Regions from separate parts of the Mus musculus genome. Here all the other regions are linked to region 1. Evidence: chromatin contacts called from public HiChIP or PLAC-seq and promoter capture Hi-C data. All regions are on one chromosome and are shown on one strand. Each heading gives the region's core, a stretch centred on a gene start, on an enhancer-like site or on the middle of the called end of the contact. The rest is flanking DNA. Distances are from core to core; before and after follow the strand shown.

What was found. Promoter capture Hi-C pulls out the DNA fragments that hold promoters and counts their contacts. HiChIP or PLAC-seq counts read pairs in DNA pulled down with a chosen protein or histone mark.
Region 2: a promoter capture Hi-C map of hippocampal neurons shows a contact between it and region 1, with 8 times the contacts expected there. The contact joins the promoter of Thra here to the promoter of P3h4 in region 1. A contact is called at or near these places in 1 of 39 promoter capture datasets (hippocampal neurons) and 1 of 115 datasets of contacts at active chromatin or transcription factors (embryonic forebrain).
Region 3: a contact with region 1 is called in a promoter capture Hi-C map of embryonic stem cells, with 4 times the contacts expected there. The contact joins the promoter of Cdc6 here to the promoter of P3h4 in region 1. A contact is called at or near these places in 3 of 39 promoter capture datasets (embryonic stem cells, hippocampal neurons and liver), 2 of 115 datasets of contacts at active chromatin or transcription factors (embryonic stem cells and pancreatic cancer cells) and 1 of 9 other capture datasets (macrophages).
Region 4: an H3K27ac HiChIP or PLAC-seq map of extraembryonic endoderm stem cells shows a contact between it and region 1, with 10 times the contacts expected there. The contact joins the promoter of Top2a here to the promoter of P3h4 in region 1. A contact is called at or near these places in 3 of 39 promoter capture datasets (embryonic stem cells, hippocampal neurons and liver), 2 of 115 datasets of contacts at active chromatin or transcription factors (astrocytes and extraembryonic endoderm stem cells) and 1 of 9 other capture datasets (liver).
Region 5: an HNF4G HiChIP or PLAC-seq map of pancreatic cancer cells shows a contact between it and region 1. The contact joins the promoter of Igfbp4 here to the promoter of P3h4 in region 1. A contact is called at or near these places in 2 of 39 promoter capture datasets (hippocampal neurons and liver) and 1 of 115 datasets of contacts at active chromatin or transcription factors (pancreatic cancer cells).

The regions. Positions count from the first base shown.
Region 1 is chr11:100,413,270-100,416,167 of GRCm38.p6, reverse strand. P3h4 (prolyl 3-hydroxylase family member 4 (non-enzymatic)) reads left to right here and starts at 1,452. Exons shown (of 8, transcript NM_176830.3): 1 at 1,452-1,991; 2 at 2,089-2,241; 3 at 2,388-2,559. The coding sequence starts at 1,512. Fkbp10 (FK506 binding protein 10) reads right to left here and starts at 474. Exons shown (of 10, transcript NM_010221.2): 1 at 143-474. The coding sequence starts at 384.
Region 2 is chr11:98,740,236-98,743,133 of GRCm38.p6, reverse strand. Thra (thyroid hormone receptor alpha) reads right to left here and starts at 1,349. Exons shown (of 10, transcript NM_001313983.1): 1 at 1,128-1,349.
Region 3 is chr11:98,906,315-98,909,212 of GRCm38.p6, reverse strand. It overlaps Cdc6 (cell division cycle 6), which reads right to left and starts at 1,412. Exons shown (of 12, transcript NM_001025779.2): 1 at 1,232-1,412; 2 at 383-576. The coding sequence starts at 563. RefSeq lists an enhancer at 2,572-2,898.
Region 4 is chr11:99,022,706-99,025,603 of GRCm38.p6, reverse strand. It overlaps Top2a (topoisomerase (DNA) II alpha), which reads left to right and starts at 1,415. Exons shown (of 36, transcript NM_011623.2): 1 at 1,415-1,558; 2 at 2,612-2,764. The coding sequence starts at 1,538.
Region 5 is chr11:99,039,829-99,042,726 of GRCm38.p6, reverse strand. It overlaps Igfbp4 (insulin-like growth factor binding protein 4), which reads right to left and starts at 1,483. Exons shown (of 4, transcript NM_010517.4): 1 at 882-1,483. The coding sequence starts at 1,230.

The DNA of each region.
Region 1 (2,898 bases), core at 203-2,702:
CATCCTTTGAGGTGCTCTCCCCAGGATGCTGTTTGTGGCAAAGGATTATGAAAGCACTACAGGAATGCAAACCTTAGAAGGGGCAACATTCTCTGGAAGCTCAGGAAAGTGGTGCTGAGTCCGGGAGTGCCCAAGCTCTTACCTGGAGTCAAACTTTTTCCCGTCTTCGAAAGTGCCATTGTAGTGGTAACGCACAAAATCCCCCATCTGCACTTCTCGGGGACAGGCCCGAGGGATGTGGTATCTCTCGATGACCACATCTTCCAAGGGGGCTCCGGCCGGGCTGGCACGGCCCAGTCCCCTCTCCAAGGTCTGTAGAAGCAACAGCAACGGCAGTATGCGGAGCCGATGGAGGGTGTGGCTGGAGGACCCCACAAGGAACATGGTGCCCAGACCAGGGACGCCGGCAGTGAGAGCGGACGCCAGCCGCTAGCCTCCTTCCCCCTCCTCTCAGAGCTGACTCCCCCCCTTCCTGTCCTCTCTCCCCACCCCGCCCTGGCGGGTCCACGTGGAATGGGGGCTGGGGAGAATGAGCTGGCCGGGCAGGGTGATGTTTTATGGTGAACTAGGAGGTGGGGGCCAGGTTGAGAGTCTCTGGAGTCCAAGGAATTTGCCACAAAGATCTCTGAGTCTCCCTCCCCCAAAACTCCATCCGGGACTGAGACCCGGGGCCTGGCCCAGAGGGAGGTTCGGGAAAGATGAGAAGTTGGAGTGGACTTCCAAAATGAAAAAGTTTTTTCCAGAGTCTCTGGGTCCTAAAGCCTGTTGGAGGAATCTCTAGCTTTCCCTGGCACCCCAAATCTAGGCCCCTTCTGGTGCAGGTGAGGCTGTAATCTGAGGGCTATTTCAGTTCTACACACACACACACACACACACACACACACACACACACCCGCCCCAACTCTCCTCCCGCGAAAGGTTAGAGGAAAGGGGGGTTAGGGAGAATGTTCTCTAGGTGAAAGGTTGTTTTGTCCTGCAAAAGCCTGGCTGCACTGAAGACACAGGAATCTTGCTCCGGCGGGAGGCTGATGGTGTCAGTGCTAGGTGTGCGGGGTAACAAGAGGTGTGTACGCCTCGACGTCAGCGCGGGTGTTTACCGGGCCACCTAGGGGGAGCAGAGGAGACTCGAGGAGAAAAAGACCAGATTATGTGACTTCGTCCACTTTGCCTACGCAAAGGACAGAGGTGGCACTTAAGGGGGGGGGGGGGGACGACACTGCTGTGGGGAGGGGCTTTCTGGGCGTGAAACGTAGCCCCACCCACCCGTGTCTGCCAGGGAGGGCCAGTGGTGGTGTAAGCATTGCTAGTGGTCGAGGGCCAGCCCACGTAGTGGACTCGAGCGTCAACTGACGGTCCTAGAGAGGCATTCCAGCCTCCCGGCTCTAGCCTAGGGCCCGGCGCTAAGACCCAGCAGGAGCTCCGGGGGTTGGGGGTGGGCTGGGCTGGAGCCCGAGCTGGCTGGAGCCCGACGGTCGCCGGCTGCTCCGTAAGCCTCCGGGCGCGGTGCGGGCATGGCTCGCGGGGCGTGGGGGCTGCTGTGGCTGCTGCTGGGCAGCGCCGGGGCCCAGTACGAGAAATACAGCTTCCGAGGATTCCCTCCGGAGGACCTGATGCCACTGGCCACGGCCTACGGCCACGCTCTGGAGCAATACGAAGGCGAAAGCTGGCGCGAGAGCGCGCGCTACCTGGAGGCGGCGCTGCGGCTGCACCGGCTGCTGCGCGACAGCGAGGCCTTCTGCCACGCCAACTGTAGTGGCCCCGCCACCTCTCAGCCTCGGCCCGCGTCCGGCCCGGACGGCGACCACGACGGCGATGGCGAGGACTGGGCTCGCGAGCTGCGGCTCTTCGGTCACGTCCTGGAGCGCGCCGCCTGCCTGCGGCGCTGCAAGAAGACGCTGCCCGCCTTTCAAGTCCCTTACCCACCGCGGCAGCTGCTGCGCGACTTCCAGAGCCGCCTGCCCTATCAGTACCTGCACTACGCGCACTTCAAGGTGGGCGCGGCCGGGGCCGCCGTCGAGTTTCCCTAGAACGTGAGGCCCGCGGTGCGTCCGAGGCCCCCACTGACCCACTCCCCACGCTCCTCACCAGGCGAACCGACTGGAGAAGGCGGTGGCTGCGGCCTACACCTTCCTCCAGAGGAACCCCAAGCACGAGCTGACCGCCAAGTATCTCAACTACTACAGGGGGATGCTGGATATTGGAGATGAGTCCCTCACCGACCTGGAGGCCCAGCCCTACGAGGTGTGGAGAGAGTGGGAGGGATGGCTAGCCTTGGTACACCTTCCTACAACCTCTTCACCCAACACACACACACACACACACACACACACACACACCTTATGAGCCTTCGGGGTCTTCTTGACTACCCCCGCCATGCACCTCTCCAGGCTGTGTTCCTCCGGGCTGTGAAACTTTACAACAGCGGGGACTTTCGCAGCAGCACAGAAGACATGGAGCGGGCCCTGGCTGAATATATGACGGTCTTTGCTCGGTGTCTAGCTGGCTGTGAGGGGGCCCACGAGCAGGTAGACTTCAAGGACTTCTACCCAGCGATAGCAGGTATATACCATTCAGACCACTGTGAGGTATCCCTCACCCACAGTGCCCTGGCTTCCCAGGCCTTCTAAGGCCTCTTAATGCGTGGCTATGTCCGGTGACCGCATTCAACAGGTCTAGCAAAGTGCTCCAAAGCTACACACGAGTCAGGCCTTTTCTGTCTCCAGTCTGATGAGAGAAATGCTGGTATACATAGCAAATTCTGGGTCAGCTATATAGAGAAATAGATTGCCTCAAAAAACAAAAGAACAGGGCACGGTGGCACAGGCCTTTAATCCCAGCACTCAGGAGGCAGAAGTAGACTGATCTCTGTGAGTCCAATGCCAGCCTGGTCTACAGAGT
Region 2 (2,898 bases), core at 100-2,599, 1.7 Mb after region 1:
TTGTCCCCATGTGGGTGTGTCCAGCAGCTCCTGTCCTTGAATCTGCCTGGATGTCCCCGAGTGAGCATGTAGCTGTCTGTGTAGGCATATCTGTTGTCTGCATGTCACCTTTGCCTCCCCCTTCATCTTGGACAATGGCCCCCTTCATCCCCTCCCCCTCCTGGGTCCAGAGCCAGCATTCAGGGGCAGGCCTCCCGTCTCCCTGGCTTTCCTTCTGTGTGCTCCCCCCTCCAGTCCCTAAAATGGGTGGCTCTCTTCATTGCCTCTGACATCTTCCCAGGCCTTCTTTTCACACTGGACAAGGGAGGGCCCAAGATAGAAAAGGGGCACCAGAGACACGTTGCAAGGGAGGGAAACGGGGAGCATGCACGCGCGCGCGCGCGGACACACACACACACACACACACACACACACACACACACACAGAACACGGGTCCATTTCTTCCTCTCTTCCCCAACCACAGGCCAACAATTCTCCTAATCATCTAGGGACCATCAAGTACACCCCCACTACTACAAGCTCACACTCCCCCCACCCCACCCCACCCGCCGCGTTTTTGCAATTAGGAGTGTTGCAACCAGAAAGCCATGCTCAACTGGAGAGGTGGGGAGGGGAGGGGGGCTTCTCTCTCCTCCAGCCCATGCAAGCCCCTCCACCCTGCCGCACCCACATTGCCCTTCCTAGCTAGAGACAGCTTTGCAAAGGCCATTCGGTCTCTTTGGCTGGGGGGGTGGGGGGACACGACAAGCTTCTGGCACACCGTAAACAAACCGCGGCGGGGCGGGCGGGGGAGCCTCGGCAGGCAGCGGGGCCCAACCCGGGAATGCGCAGCAGACCGGCCGGACAGAGGCCGGGGCGGGCCCTCGAAGGGGAGGCCCAGACGCCATCTCCCTGGGCGAACCCCGGGGCCCACCGACCACTTAACAGCACCTTCTTTCCCCAGGGCGTAAGTGGCTAGCTCTCGGGCTGTGACAGGGTCACCCGGGCGCCGGAAAAGACTGAGGTCGGCGGCGGGAACCCCCTGGGCGCCCCCAGCCCGCCTCCAAGCTGGCCAGAGACCCGCGGCTTTGCATAATCAATCGCGATGCATTTGCATATTAATGCCCCCTTGCTCCCTCCTCCTTACCTCGGCTTGGCGCGCTGGTCCGAGCTGAGCAACGACGCGGGGGTCTCAGCGCCCCGTGCCGGGGGCGTCCATGGGGGGCCGGTGGGGCCCGGGCCGCCCGCCTCCAGCGCCGGGGTGTGAGTGCGAGTGAGCGCGGGGGGGCGGGGGGCGAGTGTGGCGGCCCCGCGGCTCCTCCGGCAGAGGCGGCGGCCGCTCTGGCTCCTCCCTCCCCCGCCCCGCTCCGGCTGGGGCTCCAGCTCCGCGCGCCCGGCCGGCTCGCGGCTGCTCCCTGCAGGCCGCCTCGCAGTCGCCGGTCCCCGCCCCTCGCCCCCCGCCGCTCCCCAGCTCCTGGCCGGCCGCCCCGCAGCCCCTCTACCGCCTTGGCCCCTACCAGGCTCAGACTCGCCCACCTCACCCCCGCCCCCCCTACGGCTCCATCCAGGAGCGACGGTCGGTGACACGTTTTGAGAAAGATGTCATTTTCAAATAAAATAGCTTTCATTTGCGAGGAGAATTGGGGGAGGGGGGTTCTGGTTTGCACCCTGGGGTAGGGGGAGAAGGACCGAGGAGATCACTGCACCTTATAAATCCGGGAGGAAGTCCAGATACCAAACGCTAAGGGTAGTTTCAGAGTTCGGGTCCCTTCTTTGCGAACAACTCCCTGTGTGACCTTGAACACATTACAGCATCCAGGGTAAGAGCACAAAATCCAAAGGTTGGACAGGTTACTTCTGAAATCCTCCTAACTTCAACCATCCTATTTCTAGCCGTTTTGGAGGCTCGTTCCACATTGTGCCTCCTCTCTCGTTTCTAACATTAATGCTGAATCCACTGTCTCCTCTTGCAAACGTCTCTGTTCTCCATGGAAGCTCTTTCTAGTCACTGCCCACCAGCCATTCCCCAACAATATACTCCTATACTAAGCTTGGGGAATGGGGGTGGACAAGACTCGCTACAGCCCCTTATCTCCCAGCTTCTCAGAGGTGATATTTCCTCTCCTGTGTATACCATCAAAATCCAAATGGTTCAAGGGCCAATCTAAGCAACAGAGTGGCTGCAAATAGGTGGACTCCTTTTCTCAAAGGAGAGGTCTCCATGCCAGTTCCGGACCCTTGCGCGCGCACGCGCGCGCACGTGCGCCAACCACACACACAAAACACACAACACACACACACACACACACATACACACACACACCTGCATTCGTGGACATAAAACCCTGCCAGTGACGCCAGAGCCCCTTTCATCTTGGGATCTACTACCGCCAGGCAGAGGTCTAATTACCCTAGCACCCCCCTCTGGCCCCGCCGGTTCCCCCGCTATCATTAGCCCAGTTTTACCAGCGGGGGCCATAGCCTTCCCACGGCTCCCAGGGCGGAGCCCTGCCTCCACAGCCTGCTCTTGGGGAGGAGCCAGAGAGTGTGTCTGGGGAGCTGCTCTTCTAACCGTTCAGTTCATACTGGATAGAATCGTTTGCTGAGTGGGTTGCTGACCAACAGTCTCTCCAAGTTGGGCTGCCCTTGCACATCTTAGTTCCAGCCACCTACATCCTGAGCCAATGGACTCACTTCTCTTACAAGGGGTTTTAAGGGTTTACAAGGGATGAGGAGAAGGGAGAATGCCTCTCGTGGGGCTCCCGATAGGGAAGGGACAGGAAGCTGGATGAGGGAGGAACGAAGTGGAAGCCTACGGTTACTGGGGATGGCAAGGGGGACTGAAGGACACACACAATGGTTGAAAGAAGCCTGCACTGTACAGCGGCAGCTGCAGTGGGGAAATTGAGGCTCCAGTG
Region 3 (2,898 bases), core at 163-2,662, 1.5 Mb after region 1:
CTGAAACTCACTCTGTGGACCAGGTTGGCCCCAAACTCAAGAGACCCACCTGCCTCTGCCTTCTGAGTGCTGGGATTAAAAGCAAGCTCACCACCTCCCGGGTTATTTGTTTCCTCTTAATTTCACAAGCACGCAGGCGAGTTCCATAACACTATAACTTCAAGGGAAATGTAAAGGACAGAACTAAGGAAATGAAGATCAAACCTAGGTTCCTTAGCAAATGATCTCTAGTGTACGGCTCAACCGTGAAATTCGGTACACACTTGGCAGCCATTATGAAGGCAAATACAGCTCTGGTTTTAAGAGCCAGGCACCTCAGCATCAAGGCAGGAAAGGCTGAGAGCTCAGTCACAAAGTCGCACTCACAAAGCGGAGGGCTTACCCAGACGTTTTCGGGGACTGAGAGGCAGAAGTTTTACGTCCACACACGGAGTGGTGGGTACAGGCTGGACGTTTCTAAGTTTTACTTCACAATCCCGGGAATTGGGTTTCTTCAGGGTATTAGATAGCTTCTTTTTCGGAAAACCGATGGTAGCTTGTGTCTGGGATCTGGTTTGAGGCATGATGGCCACACAACTGGATACAAAGGAAAATCAGGAGAGCAAAGAGAAAAACACACAGAGCAATATAAATAATTATATTGGGGACCAGCACTCCATAAATCACGTTAACATAGCATTTTTAACATTTAGTTGTGCTTCCCATGCAAATCTATGTAATAAAGGGTAACGTCTGTCTGCCTAGTACGTGTAACATTCCGTTATACACATATTACACACTACAGTCTTACCATACGTCAAATGTAGACACTATTAGCCCTCTCTTAAAGAGATAGTCACAGAAACACACGGCTATCACCCTGGGCACCCTGGGACCAGAAGCCAAGTTCTTACACTTGTATGATGCCAGAAGTCTGTCTCCATTTATTTCTATAATACTTTAGCTCCTTCCCTGCAGACATGTGAGACGTCTTTAGCACTGGTTTGGTTCCAGACCGTCACCTTTAGGCTCTCCCAAGTCCTGGGCAAGGGCAGCTGCGTCCTCTGCTCAAAACTAGCCAGCACTCCACCAAACTCCCGACCCCACCCTACACCGTTTCCTCCCAGCAGCTCTCTCCTTCCCAACGCGGCGTGCTCGAACCGCTTCTAGAGCTCACAACCCCCTCCCTGACCCAGCCTCAGACCCCAGGCGATTTCCCGCTCTCCACCGGCCTTGCTCGGACCAGCCTCACCTCTCTGGACACCAGACCTCGCGGAGCTTTGCACTCTTCAGGGCCGTGTCGCTCAGTGCACACTCCTCGCGTCTCGATCACCACCGTAAAAACTCTCCCGCCACAAATTCTACAGCAGCTGCAAAGTCAACTCGCGCCAAAGCCGCTCTACTTCAGCCTTCTCGTCTCCCGCCAAAGTCCAGCCAGGCTTCTGATTAGTTGTCACTCATCACCACGCCTTCGCCGGTGACGGCCGGCAGCCAATAGGACAGCCCCAGGTCTCAGCGACCACCACGAAGTCACACCCACTCGCCCGGGAGGGCGTTAACTTTTGAGACCTCGGAGGAAAGGCGCGCGTTTACGAGCGCGTCACGCCGTAAAGCCTGGCGGGAAGTGTAGTTTTTTTTTTTTTTTTTTTTTTTTTGCCTCTACGCACATCTACTTCCGTATTTTTATTTCTACTTTGTCCTCCACCCAGCCTCCCCACCGTTGCCTAACGTCCTCATTCTACTGGGCTACCTTTGCTCATCTTATCTGCCAAACATCCCTATTTTCATTATTCTGGTGGGCTAGATTTTAAGAGGGCTACAAGGCCTACTTTTTGGGGGGCGGTCCTGTATGGCATGAAGCAAATGAATGTATAAGGTCACAGAATTTTCTGTGGGGAGGAGCTGATAACTCGAACCAGGGTATTTTTTTGGGGGGCGGGGGGGCAAGTTCTAGACCTATCTAAGCAAACTGACATCATCTCACTATTTGTTGACTTGCGCTTGCTCAGTGAGAAACAAGTGCAACACCAAACGTATAATTTCAAGGTCATACATTCCAAGTGCTGCCTTAACATCCATCTAGCTACACATCATAGGGAGTAAAATTATGTCTCTTTAATTTGAAAATCTCTTATGGCCAAGCACTAGGGTCTGGGACCCAAGGAAAAGAGTTATCGGCAAGGCAAGCTGAGCATTTAATGAAAAATGTAACTAGAGCAGCCATTTGCAGGCAGGTCAGGCTCCAAGGTTACTCGGGTTCTTCTAAAGACCAGAGCCCAATTCTAGGTAATGGTAAAGTCTATGGGATTTTGTTCTTGGTTTGTTTTGTTTTGGTTGTTATTGTTTTCTGAGACTTTTTATTTGTAGCTCTGGCTGTCTTGGAACTACGTAGACTAGGCTGGCCTTAAACTCAAGAGATCTGTCTGGGTCTGCCTCCCAAGTGCTGAGATTAAAGGTGTGCGCCACCACACCTGGCTATAGGATATATCTTTTATTGTCTGATACCAAATAAAACAGACACAAAGCTACAAGTAGGAGCACAACAGCACAATCGCCAGTTACCTCTCATTTCAAATAGCTGGGAAGAGCCAACGTAAGTGTGTGGGTCTGAGCTCGTTATTTTACCTCTATCACCTTAATTAGTCTTTATAAGCACCCGAGGAAGGTTTTTGGTTTTGTTTGGTTTGTTTATTTTTCGAGACAGGGTTTCTCTATAGCCCTGGCTGTCCTGGAACTCACTTTGTAGACCAGGCTGGCCTTGAACTCAGAAATCCCAAGTGCTGGGATTAAAGGCGTGTGCCATCACCGCCCGGCTCCCTAGGAAGTTTTTATAACTAATTGTAAGAGCTGATATTTGCATTTTAAATAGTCTGACAGAAAACTAAACTCTTGACTACCTAATTATGGAGGATTAAAGAG
Region 4 (2,898 bases), core at 166-2,665, 1.4 Mb after region 1:
CCCTAAGCATTGAAGTCACCCTCCTTTATTAACACACAGGACAAGGCTAAAAACACTGAAGACAGGATCAGAACAAGGTTAAAACTCTACTCCTTTGGTTTTCCCACCAGCCAGGCCACATTTCTTCATTGGCCTTCTCTTTCACTTTGCCAGCAGGGTTGTTGTTGGACACGTGAAGTTATTTAATAATGGTTGATCTTGGGCGCCTTTTGGAAAGGAAAAATGTTTAAATTTAAGAAATTCCTTGCTGATAATAGCGATTTTTTTGAGGGTGGTGGTGGGGTTAGAGAAAGGGTTTCTCTGTGTAGCCCTGGCTGCTCTGGAACCTGCTCTGTAGACCAGGCTGGCCATAAACTCCAAGATCCACCTGCTTCTGCCTCCCAAGTGCTGGGATTAAAGGGGTGGTGTCGTCACACATAACCAGTTTATATCTACCATTTTTACTTTTAGCACAGGAAATTGAAGCTTCCTCCATCGAGAACCCACCAAGCCCCCACCTCTTATGTCAAATTGAACGGTGCTCTAGACTGCATTATGCATAGAGGGCAAATATAAAGAGCTCTTGTAGATTCCCTCAGCAGCTGACTGAGGGAGAAGTTCCCGTCTCATGAGGGCCTCTCAGCTCCACTGAAGAAGCATGAATGAATCTTTGTATCAGGGGTGATCCACAGGGAGTGTTAGTGCTGCTCGCGATTTTGCTGGCATCTCTATACTCTTCGTGTGTGGCAGCCTAAGACCGCAAGCAGAAGAACTTGCCAGAACTTTGCCAGCATTAACTCAGCGCTTCTCAACTTCCTAAGGTTGCGACCCTTCAACATAGCGTCTCATGTTGTGATGCCCTGCTACCATAATTATTCCATTGCTACTTCATAACTGTAATTTTTTTGCTGCTGTTATGAGTTGTAAGGTAAACTATCTGATATGCGACCCCCAAGAGTCACGACCCACAGGCTGAGAACCGCTGCCTTGGCCAGCCTTGAGGGAGGGATGGCGTTGTTTCCTCGGTCAGGAAAAAAAAAGGAAAACTCATCGCAGGATTAAGACTCTGTAATCTCAACAGATCTGAAATAAAGAATGAGCATCCGTTTTCTAGTTATATTCAGAAGGACGGCTTAGTCAACCACTTTGCACTTCCAAAATGCCTTCCCTCTCTTCAGAGTGTCTCTCAGAGCACATGGACCTTCCTCATTGGTCAGATTTTCTGTCAGTACCACCAACAATTGCTATTGGTCCATTTTGAAGATTCTCCCGCCTTCTTTTACCTAATTGGTTTATTCGAAAAGGCGGTCTTTTGTTCGAATAAAAGACGATCTACGATTGGTTACTGCAAACAGAGCCAATGAGAGCGAGTCGGTGATTGGTTCCTCTGATTTGGGCGGGCTAGATAAAGGTTCAAATGAAACTAGGGAAGCTCTCCTAACCGACAAGCGTCTGTGAGGGGAGCGTCCAGGTCCCGCGTCGCGCGTCGCGGGTCGCCTAGCGTTTCCCGCTGGTTTTGTCGCTTTCCGGATTCTCGAGCCTCTTCAGGACCGTCACCATGGAGTTGTCACCGCTGCAGGTACAGCTCGCGGATGGGGCCGGGTAGTAGAGCCTTTACGTGGCCTCTGCGTTCATGGCTGACGGCGAGAGTTGAGGTTCCAGGGCCGAGCGCTGGCCGGCGACCGGCTGGATCCGGTCAGCCCCATCTTCTGGGCCTTGAGGGGTCGTGGACTGGGTGAAGCTCTTTCCGAAATGATATCTATAATCTAATCTGGGTTCTTGAGTGTTGTGTTTTTATTGTTTGTGGGAGCAGGTTCAACTAGTCCTGCGATCGGTCTGTAGTCTAATGGCTTCTGTGTGACTTCCAGCCGGCTTATACTCGAATTCAGTGGCCCTCTTCCCTTCCCTGGGTGATTTGAATAACTCATCACGGAAGGTGCAGAGCATGGCAGTTCCCATTGAGGAGCTGGCCGACCGAGTGGCTCAAAAAAAGTCCAGTTTCGGGATGTGAATGTAGCCAAGGGTTTGCATTGCTAGCATCCCAACTGCTACGGGTGGATACCATCTGTAATCGGCACGAGCCTATGTCGGCACTCACTAAATATTTTCCCATTAGATGGAAGAAGTTGAGTGTAGTTTATCGATGACATAAAAAATATTACTCAAGGCAGAAATGTCCATACTTGCAGAACTAAAATACCTATTTAAACGGGCATCTGTAGCCAGACCTAGTGGGGCAGGCCTGAAATGGCAGCTGCTCCAGAGACTGAGGCAAGAGGATGCCTTAAGCTATTTAATGGGACTCTCAAAAACAGCAACAGGGGGTGAAAAAAATGGTCTGGGAATTTTGCTCAGTGGTCAGAGCATTTGCCTAGCATGTGCATGCAAGGGGGGGTGGGGGGACCTTGGGTTCCATCCCCAGCATCACGAATACTCAAACCACAGAACCTAATCACAAGGATTTTAATTGACTTGTTCGTTCAAAACTATGTAAACTCTACCAGTACCTACAAGCAGGGGATAGATGGTGATAGAGTGTATGGACTTTATCATTGTTGCAGATATTTTGTTGACCACTTCTGATAAACTTGTGGCTAAAATTAAGTTTATTTTTAATTCCCCTAATGGCTAGCCTGTAAATGAAAATATGCTAATGAACAAAAAGAAGAATGAAGATGGCAAGAAAAGATTGTCTATTGAAAGAATCTATCAGAAAAAAACACAACTGGAACATATACTGCTCCGCCCAGATACCTACATTGGCTCTGTGGAGTTAGTGACCCAGGTAAAACCAAACTAGCAAAGTGCGCTTGCTTTATTGTCATGGCATACTTTGTCAGGATTTTTTTTTTTTTTTTTACTTATTTACTGTCATTGGAACTGATCCATCATTCATGTATATACTGCAGGCGTGTGTGT
Region 5 (2,898 bases), core at 234-2,733, 1.4 Mb after region 1:
CCTCCAACCCCCTCAGATGGCACCTGCCAGAAGGAAGGAGCAAGAAACCTGGATGTGCCAACCTGGCAGAAAGAGCCCTGCCTTCTCTTCCTTTGCTTTCTGAGCCTTTGGGGGAAGTCCAAGTCGCATGTTCTTTACCCCAGAGGTTCTTCTGAATTGTATGTCCCACTTCACCCCAGGGTGATGAGTGAAAGGCCCAGCCCCTGGCTCCTCACACCTCTCACCTGAGACTGGGTGTGTGGATCAGGCTCTGGATCAGGAACAGAAAGGAACCGTCCCAACACACACACACACACACACACACACACACACACACACACTGCCTCCCGCTCGAATACACATACCATCCTTATCACACAAACGTGCACAAGCACACCATCCTTATCACCCCCACAGACACTTGCACACACGTATGCACATGCGCATGTACACACACACCATCCTTATCACCCCCCACAGACACATGCACACACGTATGCACATGTGCATGTACACACACACACACACACACACACACACACACACGCACGCACACCTTATCATCGCAGTCATCTAACTCTAGATGACAAATGTAACTGAATCAGGTCATTTAACTTACCTCAGGAGCCAGGCTTACCACTGAGGCCAAGGCCCCTCTTCCCAAAGAAGTACTTAGGAGGTTTGAGATGAAGAGGTGGGGTAGGTTTCCCTCGACCAGTGGCAACTGGTGCTGGGATTAAATGCCAGCATTCTTGGCTGTTTCTAAGCTCTGCCACGTACCTCCCTTCTCCTCAACTCACAGGGGGCATTGACGGGCCTTCCAGGCCAGCCAGAATGGGAACTAAGTTGCAGGGAGGAGGGTGTTTGGGAAATGTGGCCGAGGGAAGGTAGGTGTACCTTACCAGAGGTCTGCAGGCTTTCCTGGATGGCTTCGATTTCCGACAGCTCCGTGCACACGCCTTGCCCGTGCATCAATGTACGCAGGGGCTTCTCCACCCCCCGGGGAGGGTAGCAGCGCATGCCTGAGCCACAGCGTGGGGTGTACACCCCGCAGGGCATCCCCAAGCCCAGGGCGCAAGTGGCGCAACAACCGCAGCCTGGCTCCCGCACCAACTCCTCGCAACCCACGGGGGGGCGGCAGCGCGCCAGCTTCTCCTCGGAGCAAGGGGGGCAGTGGATGGCTTCGTCGCCCAGGCTCGGCCGAGGCCCTGCGGCCAGCAGCAGGGCGGCCACGAGGCCGAAGGGCAGCATGGCGAGGACGAGGGTGGGGCGCAGGAGGGGAGCGCGGGCTCGCGAGCGGGCTGCAAGGGACCCGGAGGCAGCGCCCAGAGAGCTTAGAGAACCAGACCCGGAGGGCGCAGGGACACGGGGCGACCCCGGCAGGCAGAGACGGAGCCGGGGAAGTTAGCAAGCACGCTGGAGCAGAGCGAGCCTGGCCACCGAGGCGCTGCGCTGCATCCTCGGCCGGCCCAGCAGGCGGCGGGGGGCAGGGGGCTGAGCGGCTGCCCGGGACCGGCTCCCGGGACTTTATACCGGCCCCCTGGCCACACCCCCAGCGCCGTCCCCGAGGTGGGAGAGCAGGGGAGGGCGAGGGGGAACTGGAGCAATGGAGCGGGAGAAGAGGCCGTTAGGGGGGAGGGGGCGCTGGCCTGAGTCGCCGCCACCGCTACAACATCTGAAAGTCCTTTGCCCCGCCGAAGAAAGCGACGCAGTTTGGAAGCGGTGGCCTGCGCGCGGAGAGCCTCTGAGCTGGACCCTGAAGAGGAAGCAGGGCGAGGGGAAACGAAGGGGATGTTGCTTTGCCCCCCTCCCTCGACCTCGAAGGAGTCCTTCCCAGACACCTAGGAGATCCTCCTGCTGCCACAGAAAACCTGACCTCATAGCGGATTCAAGATTCTCTTGTTCAGTTCCCATCCCTGGCCAGAGTCCTCCGGTCACCCCCACCCACCCCCCGGGTATGTCCAGTCAACCTCTAGAGACCGCGCTAAAGTGGGACAAGGCGACTAAGCACTCTGTAAAGGGTCCAGGAGAGTTCTGGCCTCAAGGTGCTAATAGGCAGTCTTCTCACTTGCCCCTGAACCCCTGTCGCTTGACCCCCGCCCCTGGTTCCATTTGGGCCTTGCTGCACTCTGCTTCCAGAACTCCAGAACAAAGTGCCAAGCCTCTTCCTCCTTCCTAGATGTTGTTCCCTCTACCGCCCTGCTTAGATTCTGGAAGGAGACTGCCATTGGCTTTGTACAAGATGTGAGTCGAACAACTCCAGGGGGCTCCACTTCATGTACTCATTGTGTGTTTGCATAGTTACTGCAACAGTTTCCCAGTAGATGGCAGTCAAAGATTTCCAGAAAGAGAAGCGGCCTTTTAATTTTCCCGACGCCACTTTGCCCCTGGGTGATAAAGGGATTATTGATAAATATATCCCTTCCCCTCGCAGCAATTCTGTTGGAAACGGGAATTGATCTAGAGTCGCGTTTGGAGGAGAGACCCACCTCCTACCACCTTCTTTTTCATTTCTCCCTACGCCTCCTCATCCTCCCCAACCAAGGAGTTCGCTTCTTGTGTCTGTCCAGGCACAGTCGGAGGACCGAAGGATTTTGCGGGTGGATGGGGTCCGGAAGGGTTGGGCTAAACATCCAAGGAGCAACCAACCTAAAGATTTCCTAGACCTCTTCCGGTTCTTTGTCCCAGAGTCGGGGTCTTTCAGCCTCGGAGGAATTAGGCCACCTCCCACTTTCTGCACCGCAGACTGTTGGCGCGGTTGGAGGGAGAAAGGCACCAAGACCCGGACCTGGAAGACTGATCAAAAAGTTGCGAACTGACGGCACCTACTGGCAACCTCTAAGACTGCAGGAGGGTTGAAGTGATAGGATTCCTTCCCTCAGTCCCATCGCAAGGATAAAGTTGGGTCTCTCCTGTCTC